2 separate regions of the Mus musculus genome follow, and region 1 is linked to region 2. The links are chromatin contacts, called in public HiChIP or PLAC-seq maps. All regions are on one chromosome and are shown on one strand. Each heading gives the region's core, a stretch centred on a gene start, on an enhancer-like site or on the middle of the called end of the contact. The rest is flanking DNA. Distances are from core to core; before and after follow the strand shown. Region 1 has its middle 41 kb from the start of Ust. Region 2 holds the start of Ust (uronyl-2-sulfotransferase).

The links. HiChIP or PLAC-seq counts read pairs in DNA pulled down with a chosen protein or histone mark.
Region 1: a contact with region 2 is called in an H3K4me3 HiChIP or PLAC-seq map of embryonic stem cells, with 2.3 times the contacts expected there. The contact joins the enhancer-like site here to the promoter of Ust in region 2. A contact is called at or near these places in 1 of 15 datasets of contacts at CTCF or cohesin (embryonic stem cells), 3 of 484 Hi-C or Micro-C datasets (liver, myocytes and nephron progenitors) and 7 of 115 datasets of contacts at active chromatin or transcription factors (bone marrow-derived macrophages, embryonic basal ganglia and embryonic stem cells).

What each region holds. Positions count from the first base shown.
Region 1 is chr10:8,557,099-8,561,581 of GRCm38.p6, reverse strand. No RefSeq gene overlaps it. Among named protein-coding and RNA genes, the nearest start is that of Ust, 41 kb to the right of the region's middle. Within about 2 kb of position 1,746, at least 10 of the 459 cell types and tissues checked have an H3K27ac peak or open chromatin away from gene starts, as enhancers often do. A contact at or near this core is called in embryonic stem cells, where this site is marked.
Region 2 is chr10:8,516,408-8,520,815 of GRCm38.p6, reverse strand. Ust (uronyl-2-sulfotransferase) reads left to right here and starts at 1,991. Exons shown (of 8, transcript NM_177387.3): 1 at 1,991-2,666. The coding sequence starts at 2,417.

The sequences.
Region 1 (4,483 bases), core at 497-2,996, 41 kb before region 2:
ACATTTCCTGGGGTCAGCACTCCCACAGCTGTGGCCTCAGAGCCTTCCCTCAGAGCTGTCCAGGAAGTCTCTTCATTCTTTCTAATCACTGAGCTCTCCAGCTCTGGCTTTCCTGGAAAATTTGGCTTCTTTTTCTCCTGCCTTCCACATGGAATACATATTTGAGGGAGAAAGGTCGTATCATTTAACTCAACAATAACTCATGTTCAGAAAAACTATGAGTTCTTGACTTGGTCTATAACTAATTCAGCCCCTTATGTAAGCTCCCCAAATGCTGGCTGGCTCTGAACTATGCAGAGAATATCTAATCTGCTTCAAGGCTTAGTTCTTCTCAATATTTCACATTAGCCCTCCAGTAAATCGAACTGTTCAACCTCTTAGGGAGACCCTACCCCCACCCCATCCCCTGATGTACCCCTCCCTGTGACAATACAAAGGTATAAGCAGAAGAAAGAGAGGGAATGTACTTGAGTTGGGGATTCTCTGGCCATGATTTGCACCTTGATTGTAGCACCCCAGTGGCCTCTGAAGGCAAGGGCAGCAGCTGTCTTTTACATCTGGCTCTGGGTAATGTAGCCTTGCCTTGAATCTTTAACTGGTTCCCCAGGCAACCAGTTAACATGGGCATTCATTATCAGTTTTATTTTGGGGTCACCTTGCTTGTTGCAACAGATCTCTGCTGGCCTACCAGCTCCCCAATGCAACATCCGTGCTATTCTGTATTGCCGAGGCTTGGTCTTTTGTTATGTATTGTAATGCTAAATGCTAAGGACAAGATAATCTGCACATAGACCCAAGTGACACTATGTGATCTTATCTCCCCCCCAACCCCCCCCCCCCCCGCCATTCCTGATTGGTGAATAAAGATACCTACAACATATAGCTGGGCAAGCAGAGATAGGCAGAGACTGAGGTTGCTGGGCTTGAGGTCTAAGGAGAACCACAAGAGGAGGAAGAAGGAGGAGAGAGAGAAGATGCCGTGGGATAGGTGAGCCATAAAAGCATGGCCATGAGGGCTGGCCAATTGAAGTTTAGAGCAGTCCAGACAGAGCATGACAAGTTATAATTCATGGTTATTGATGGGGAGATAGATTCTAATAGCATAGAGGGTAGATATCTGCCCAGATCTAGTGCTGATTAAGTTTTATTATAAATATAAAGATTGTGTGTCTTTTACCCAGGAACTGAATGATCAAAGGCAGGGTAGAAGCCTCTGATTGAGATTAAATATGTTCTACAACATAGGATTACCAGTTCTCTTTTTCTGTACACTTAACAATATTCCTTACATCATACACACTGTGTTTTGCAGTTACCTATCTATTTTCACACATATTTAAATTGGTACTTGTCTATCAATATGTGAGGACATTCTGTTTCTATGAAGAGAACGTTCTTAGAGGCCCCTCTCTATAGCCACAAGAGTGGGTACAATTGACGAACATTGGGCAACACTCCCTTTGCGAGTTTGTTCATCTCAGAAGATCTTTACAATAGAATAACTCCCGGATATTGTTCTTTTAAAAGTGTGGGTGTCAGGGAGATAGTTGGATAATGACTGTGCAAGTTTGAAGGCCTGAATCAGTTCCCAGCATCCACACTAAAAACTGGGCATAGTAGTGGACCCTTGTATCCCCAGTGCTGTCGAGGGAGAAGCAGATCCCTCGATCTCACACCGGGGAGTCTAGGAGAGTCAGTAAGCTTCCCTGAGCCTGAAGCAGGCTGAGCCAGACCTTGACCTTGCTGCCACTAAGGAGATTACCTAGGGTGGAGCCTTCCTCCCTAGATCACTCTATTGTTCAGCCACTGTCCCTTCAAGATACTGCTACCTGCTGGGAGGCTGCTTAGCTATTCCGGAGACTATACCCTATCCTGCACTTCATCATCTGCAGCTGGTTCCAGGCTCCAAGGATGAAATGGCGGGAATGCCTCCCCCCACTCCCCTTTATAAGAGCATTTGCCATTAAACATTTGAGCTTTGATCAGGAAACTTGACTTAGCTCTATTTTTCTCTCGACCGCCTAGTTTCCCCTCTCTTTTCAGTCCTGGCTTTCCTCCCAGGTGGACCCCATTTCTTGTGAGCCACAGGTGGGCTTCCAACAGTTGACATCCGTACATGGGACTTGAGGAATGGCAGAAAAACGCTGAAGGAACACTGCTTGGTATGGAGCTCCAGAGGAAGGGAAAAAAAAGGATCATACCGGGCATGGTGAAGCAACAGGTAAAGTGTTGCAGGAGGTGCAGAAAGATATGGGCTAAGTGTGAATCAGCGCTAACCCAGCATTGGATTCACTTAGGTCAGCAGCGAATTATTGGAACTAGGAACTGATCAGGCGATTGTCCGCAGTTTTCTAAAACTGCTTTAGGCGAGAGGGAAAAGGGTTTAAATTAAATAATCAGGCGGATGTCTGCAGTCAGGAGCTGCATCAGGCTGCAGAAACAGGATTTGTAATAATAAAATAAAATGGATTTTGAAACTCTCCCAGAGGCAGAGAAAAATTCGGGGGATGCTCTGCCCTTTTCTCTCTGGCCCTTACAGCAGAAGTTCTCTGCCCTCTTTTTGTTGTCTAATGTCTAGTCTAATGTCTTGTGCACTGGTCCGTTTATGTGTCAATTCATGTGTGTTCATGTCTAGTTGTCTGAATGACTGAATGTTCTGTGTTTCATGTTGGAAAATAAAGATGGCTAAAACTTTATCTGCTGATTGAGGAGGAGAGTGGCCACACACTAGTCAGGATCAGGCATAGCAGGGGAGCCACTGCTGGAAAAGCTGCTCCCGAAGAAAGGGAGTCTGCAGCCTCTTAGTTTTGGAGAAAAAAAAAAAGCTGATAGACGGGTTTTTTTTTTCTTGGAGGATTATCTGCAATCGTGATTGTGTTTGGCAAATGACAAAGTGCTTTTTTATCTTATAATTATAGCTAGAAAAATTGAAATTCTTTGATTAGACTCGTGTAGCCGCTTCATTTGGTTTTTTACTGGTCTTAGAGGTGTAATTGAAAGGAAATAAAACTGTGATTCATGTAATGTATGTCAAATAGCCCAAAGAGTTGTTTGTGAGCTTTGAAACCTGGGGCTGAGAACATAGCAGAACAGACCAGGACATGCCCGGGCAGGCCCATCGCCTCCCTAGCTCCCACCCCTCTGACCTAAGTTAAATGTTACAGGCTGCTGATGTTTAAATGGACCAATCATGTGAAACCGTGCCAATTCCTCCCCCAGCCCCACTCCTTTTCTATAAAAACCCCTAGCTTCCAAGCCTCGTGGTCAAATCCACTGTCTCCTGTGTGAGATATGTTTCGACCCAGAGCTCCGCCATTAAAATACCTCGTGTTGTTACATCAAGGTGTTGTGTTCTATTCATGATTCTTGGGTGCACGCCGAATCGGGAGCTGAGTGGGGGTTTCCCCACCTAGGTTCTTTCATAATATGCTCTGCATGTCTTCATCACAAGAGTATTTGCTTATAAGTTATTGGGTATGATCAAAAAGGTGTAACACTGGTTACTAGAAAGTTAGCTTTAAATTGGTAACCCAGGTTTGGAGTCTTTCCAACACGTGGCATAAGGCAGGCCAAGAGGCTGGGCCTCTAAAGATACTTCTAGTTGAGATAATATTTAATGTGATTCTTATCCTAGAAAGTAGAATTAAAGATAAGATTTAAAGCAATGCCTCTTTAATGAAGCATTGAAACTTACACTGTCATGCAGTCATACGTATAAATTGGCAGCCAAATTTCACAACATGGTAGTGAAGTTTTGATGTTTATTCTAAGGTAATAAATTGTTTTGGAATTGGGTTTTGCTTTTCCAAGGTTTTAGTTATAGTCTAATATTGCAAAAGAAACTTAAAAATTCTGAAATCTGTCCTCATGGCAAGAGGAACTAATCTCAGAGCAGCCTGGGGGGGGGGGCAGGGCGGGGTTTGTGTGACTTTCTTTTTTCTTGCAAACAGTGCCTGAGGAAGCTCTCGAAACTTGCCCCTCCTTGCCTTCAGGGAAAATTCCTTTTAGCTAAAAGAGCATCTTTGCAGATCTACCAGATTTTGTTCTAAATAAAGTTTAAATTCAAAGTTTATAAAAGGTCAATCAGGCTGTAGAATTTATCAGGACATTGCGATTTGACTTTCCTACTTCATGTAAAGTTATTATAGATTTAAGAGTTTGTTTTTTCCTTTGCATCTGGAAAATTGTAAAGAGCTTGCTTCTAGTGAGCTTGTAATCACTGGAAAATTTTGCCTCTAGGTATGGCTTATATAGCCTAACCTCATGTAATAAAAATTCTTAGTGTCTCTGCTTCAATACAAGAAGCTAAGAGTTTGAATCTTTCAGTGTATATTGTTTTCTAAGTGGAAAGTATTTTATTAACTAATGCCTCTTAAGGGAAGTTTACTTTAAATCCTTGCTCTCACACAAGGAGCTTTTAAGTTCTGGAGAGTAGCTGTTGCTCCAGAAAATATTCAGAGGCAATATCTTTTGAATACTTAGG
Region 2 (4,408 bases), core at 742-3,241:
CTGTTGCTGTGAGAAATAACTTGACCACAGGCAACTTTAGGGAGGGAGGGGTTAGTCGGCTTATAATTCAAAATCACATTTCCTCATTGAAGGAGCTCAAGAGAGGAACTTGAAGACAGGGCTATTTGCTATTCCATATGGTACTAACCCTGACCACTGACCTCACTTCCTAGCCAAAGAAGTGTGACTGGACCTATGGAGAATTTTGTTTGCTGGCTCATGCTCTTTTAGACGGTCCAGAACCATCTGCCTAGGGAGTCGTGTGCTTCACAGTGGGCTGGGCCCTCCCACATTAAATAACAACGGGGCAGTCCTCCACAGGTATTCCCATAGGCTGATCCAGTGTAGGCAAGTCTTTAATTGACATTCTATCCCGTGATTCTAGGTTGTGACATGTGACTTTTAAAACTAACCATCATGCATTCTGTCCTCTAATTGTGAATTCTTGCTCCCAGGATCCCATTTCTCAATTTTCTGTGGAATAATCTCTGGATGGATAATGTTTTAAAAGTTTTCAGGAGAACAGTCGTGGAGCTATGAGGCTCTTAACTGCCCCACATCTCCTGATTACTGGACTATTTAGAATGATTTGGGGATCAGAGTTGAGAGGCATCGGAATTGTGTGGCCTGAGCTAAATGCTGTTTTCTAATCCCAGGGAAACCATGAAGAAATCTGCCCAGTGTCATGCTGCAGTGGTTAATATATCTGTCTTGTTCACAGTCCTACCTACCTGCTTATGTCACTAAATGTCACTTCTGTTTCCAACTTAACTCAGCTTGGAAAAGAAAAACATTATTGGAGAACTGTCTCCAACAGATTGTTTTTTTGCTCCTGTCTGGGGAGCATTTTCTTGATTGCTAATTGATGTAGGGGGGCCAGGCCACAGCAGGCAGAGAGCCGTTCCTAAGCAGGTGGCCCTGGACAGTACAAGAAAGACGGCGGAAGGTGAACCTAGAACCCGCGTAAGCACATTTCTCCAGTTTCTGCTCCAGTTCCTGTCTCTAGGTTCCTCCTGCCTCACCTTCCCTCCACAATGGACTGTAACTGGTAAGCCAAACAAATTCTTTTTTTCCTCCATGTTATTTTGGGTCATGATGTTTATCACAGCAACAGAAAAACAATCTAGGACACTGGAATCACAATGTAACTCTTAGGCCATATCACTTGTGTATCTGGTGATTTGTAAAAACAAAAACGATTAAGTGTGTTTGATAGAGCAGCCCTGTTCTCGGATAGGTCTCTGGGAAGCTCCGTGGGCTCTTTCAGTTCTAGAAACTTCCCAGCGGTGGGAAGAGAGATGGTGAAACAGGTCTGTGAAGGCACAGAGCCTTCTCCTTTTATATCTGCTGTAAGGTCTTCCTCCAGTCAGTGGAGTACCCTTGTTTTCAGTGGAGTGCTTGTAAGACGAGGGAGGGCAAGAAAAAAGCGCCCTCTGATTCTGAGCCAAGGGCGTGAGCTATGCCTGGCTCTGCCGAAACCACCCACCTCTTGCCTTTTACCGTCCCGGCTAGGTCTTGAACCCATATCCCAGCACATTTTATATCGGCTTTTGGTAGGTGGGTCGCTTGGGATATAGAAAGAGAATCAAGTTCCCCAAATGAAAAGACAAACGTAGTCAAATCCTCCAAGGCGACTGTTTACGAGAGGGAAGTCAGCGGGCCCCAAGAGGTCGCTGGTAGCGCAGGAACCGAGACCAGATTGTAGAGAATGGAGGAGGAAAAAAAAAAAATCCACGCACCCAAAAACTTTCTTCCTTGTTGCTGATCCTCGGCCCCCTCCTCCCTCCCTGCCCGCCCCAGCAGAAGCCGTAATGTGACACCGAGTCCAGCGTCGAGCCCAGGGTTGGAGAGGGAAGGGAGGGCCGGGGAGGGAGGAGAGCGGGCCGTCTCGCGCCAGAGAGAAAGGGGAGGGGAGGAGAGGCGAGGAGGGAGGGAAGCCCCTGTCAAGGAGGTGGAGCGAGAGGGTGGTGTCCGCCTCCCGATCCTCCCTGCCTTGAGCTAGCCGAGCCTGAACTGGGACCAAACACACCGCCCGCGACCCACACAAAGCCCGGGGGGTCCACGCTGGCGCTGGAGGCGAGCCGGGAGCGAGCCCGGGGCGCGGCGGGACTTGGGGCGCAGGGCTGCTACGGGACGCGGGGCTGCTAGCAGGACGCGCGACCAGGCGTGGGTTGCGATCGCCACCCCCACGGCGGGGCCCGGGACATTTTGGGCCCTTTGGGGCCGCAGCGAGCGGTGGGGACCAAGACGAGCAGAGTACCCTGAGCCCGGCAACTTCGGCCCCTCCCCGCCCCCACCCGGCTGCCCTCAGCGCGTCCCTCTCCATGTGCAGACAGCCGGCTAGGCGCTCCGGCTGGCGGCGGATGGGTGACCTCTTCCTGGCCGGGGCGGGCTGTTCGAGGCGGCGGAGCCGGCGATGAAGAAGAAGCAGCAGCAGCATCCCGGCGGCGGCACGGATCCCTGGCCCCATGGGGCCCCTGTGGGGGGCGCCCCTCCGTGCCTGGGCAGCTGCAAGCGCCGGATCCCGCTGCTGCCTTTCCTGCGCTTCTCCCTCCGGGACTACGGTTTCTGCATGGCTACCCTGCTGGTCTTCTGCCTGGGCTCCCTCTTCTACCAGCTCAGCGGGGGACCCCCTCGCTTCCTGCTCGACCTGCGGCAGTATTTGGGTAGGGAAGGGCTGCGCCAGCCCCGCAAAGTTGGGCACTCGGGGAAAGGGTGATAAGCGGGGAACATCTAAAGCTGTCACGGCCACCACGGTCCCCGAGGCTCCCCAGGTGGGATGCCACTGAGCATCCCTCAGTGAGGCAGCTGGGAGCGCCTGCTTCCTACAGTACTCTGGGCTGCCCGCAGCGACGGGGGACTCCGGGCAGGTGTCCCAAGCCCGGACACCACGTACCTGTCCCCGAATCGCCACTCCAACTGGGGCAGAATAGACATGTGCATGTTTGTGAATATTTGTGTGTATGCTGGCCTGGCGGTGCGTGCACAGTCCTCTCTAGGATGTGGTTAACAACTTACAATCCTGTCCCGTCTGGCTTTTCCCTTCTGAGTTGTGTGGGCTGGTTTAACCCCGCTTTCCAGTCACTTTTAGATATTCTATCCACTGGGTCCCCCGTTTGTGAGTTGGCCCAGGTGATTCCAGTCTTTCCCTAGGTTGGTTTGTTCCTTGGCAGCACCTGCGCACCCCGCGGACTGCAGCGAGAGTGCGGGAGAAATTGGGGCTGTTTCTAGGTGCCAGTCAACTGTGCCGCCTTCGAAATTCCGCCCCGTATGTGTCTTAAGTCAACTTTTTTTTTTTTCTTTTTGGTTCGTGGCTGAAAAAGGAAGAGGTTGGAACCCAAGAAAACAGATTTCAGTGAGGTATGACCTCGCTGCTCTCTCATCCATGATTCTGAGTGCCAAGGCTTGGCCAGCACTCGCTCAGGTCCCAGGGATGATGCTGGCTCCTGTGCCTTGGCTGAGGGAGGGTGTAAATTCCTTGACTTCTGTGGCCAGGAGAGGTCGTGCGGGGGTTGTCTCTGAGGTGGTTTGAGTGGAAGAACCTACCGTGGTCATCTGCAGGTCCAGAGTCAGTTCAGGTGGAGACTCCATCAAAGTGCTGGGACCAGAATGGGCTGCCCAAGACTCATACAGTTACCTCAAAGGTCCCTTCCCTTTTGGTTCGTGGCTGAAAAAGAAAGAGGTCTCACAGAAGTCTCAGGTCTAGTAACAGCAGGCCTGTTTGGAAGGAAAAACAAGAAAACCACAAAACCACACCAACAAAGGGTGTTTGGGAGTAGTGTAAACTGATAAAATTGCATTGCTTCCAGGGACAGAAGCTCGGATTTTTAAGAGTTAAAATCTCATTTCAGTAAAAACATTGGGGATACTGTGACTTCACAAGAACTGATACGGAAGATTAAAGAAAAATATTGCCTCGGTCAAATTTCCGAAGCACAATTCTTAGCATGTGGCTTTATGGTTTTGGGTTAATAAGCCCTTTTTATTGGTGAGTGTAACCTCTTCATTCTCTGCCATTCTGCCTTCTGGGTCTTGAGTCTTATCTTCCGTGCTTTCAGACACCTGCTCTTGCTCCTGGTAACGTCACCGTCACTATCAGGATCTAGTGCCCACTAGTATTGGGAAGTGATGAAGCTCAGGGCTGTTCTTCCATAGAATCTGATTGTGTGTCACCCATCACCAAAAGTTCCTTTTAAGTTAAGTGTGGCGGTCTGCTGCATGGAGGGAACTGTGCTGGGTGGGGCTGGAAGACCCATTCTATCCTAGGAGTGCTTTCCTTTGAGCTCCAGCTTTACAGCTTTGGCTCTTCATGGTGTAATTAGGGGCTCTTACAGTTTTGTGGTTCTCTTACCCTTTATGTGAAAAGGGAAACACAGGTGTGCTGAGAAGCAAGGGTGTTTGAAGGATA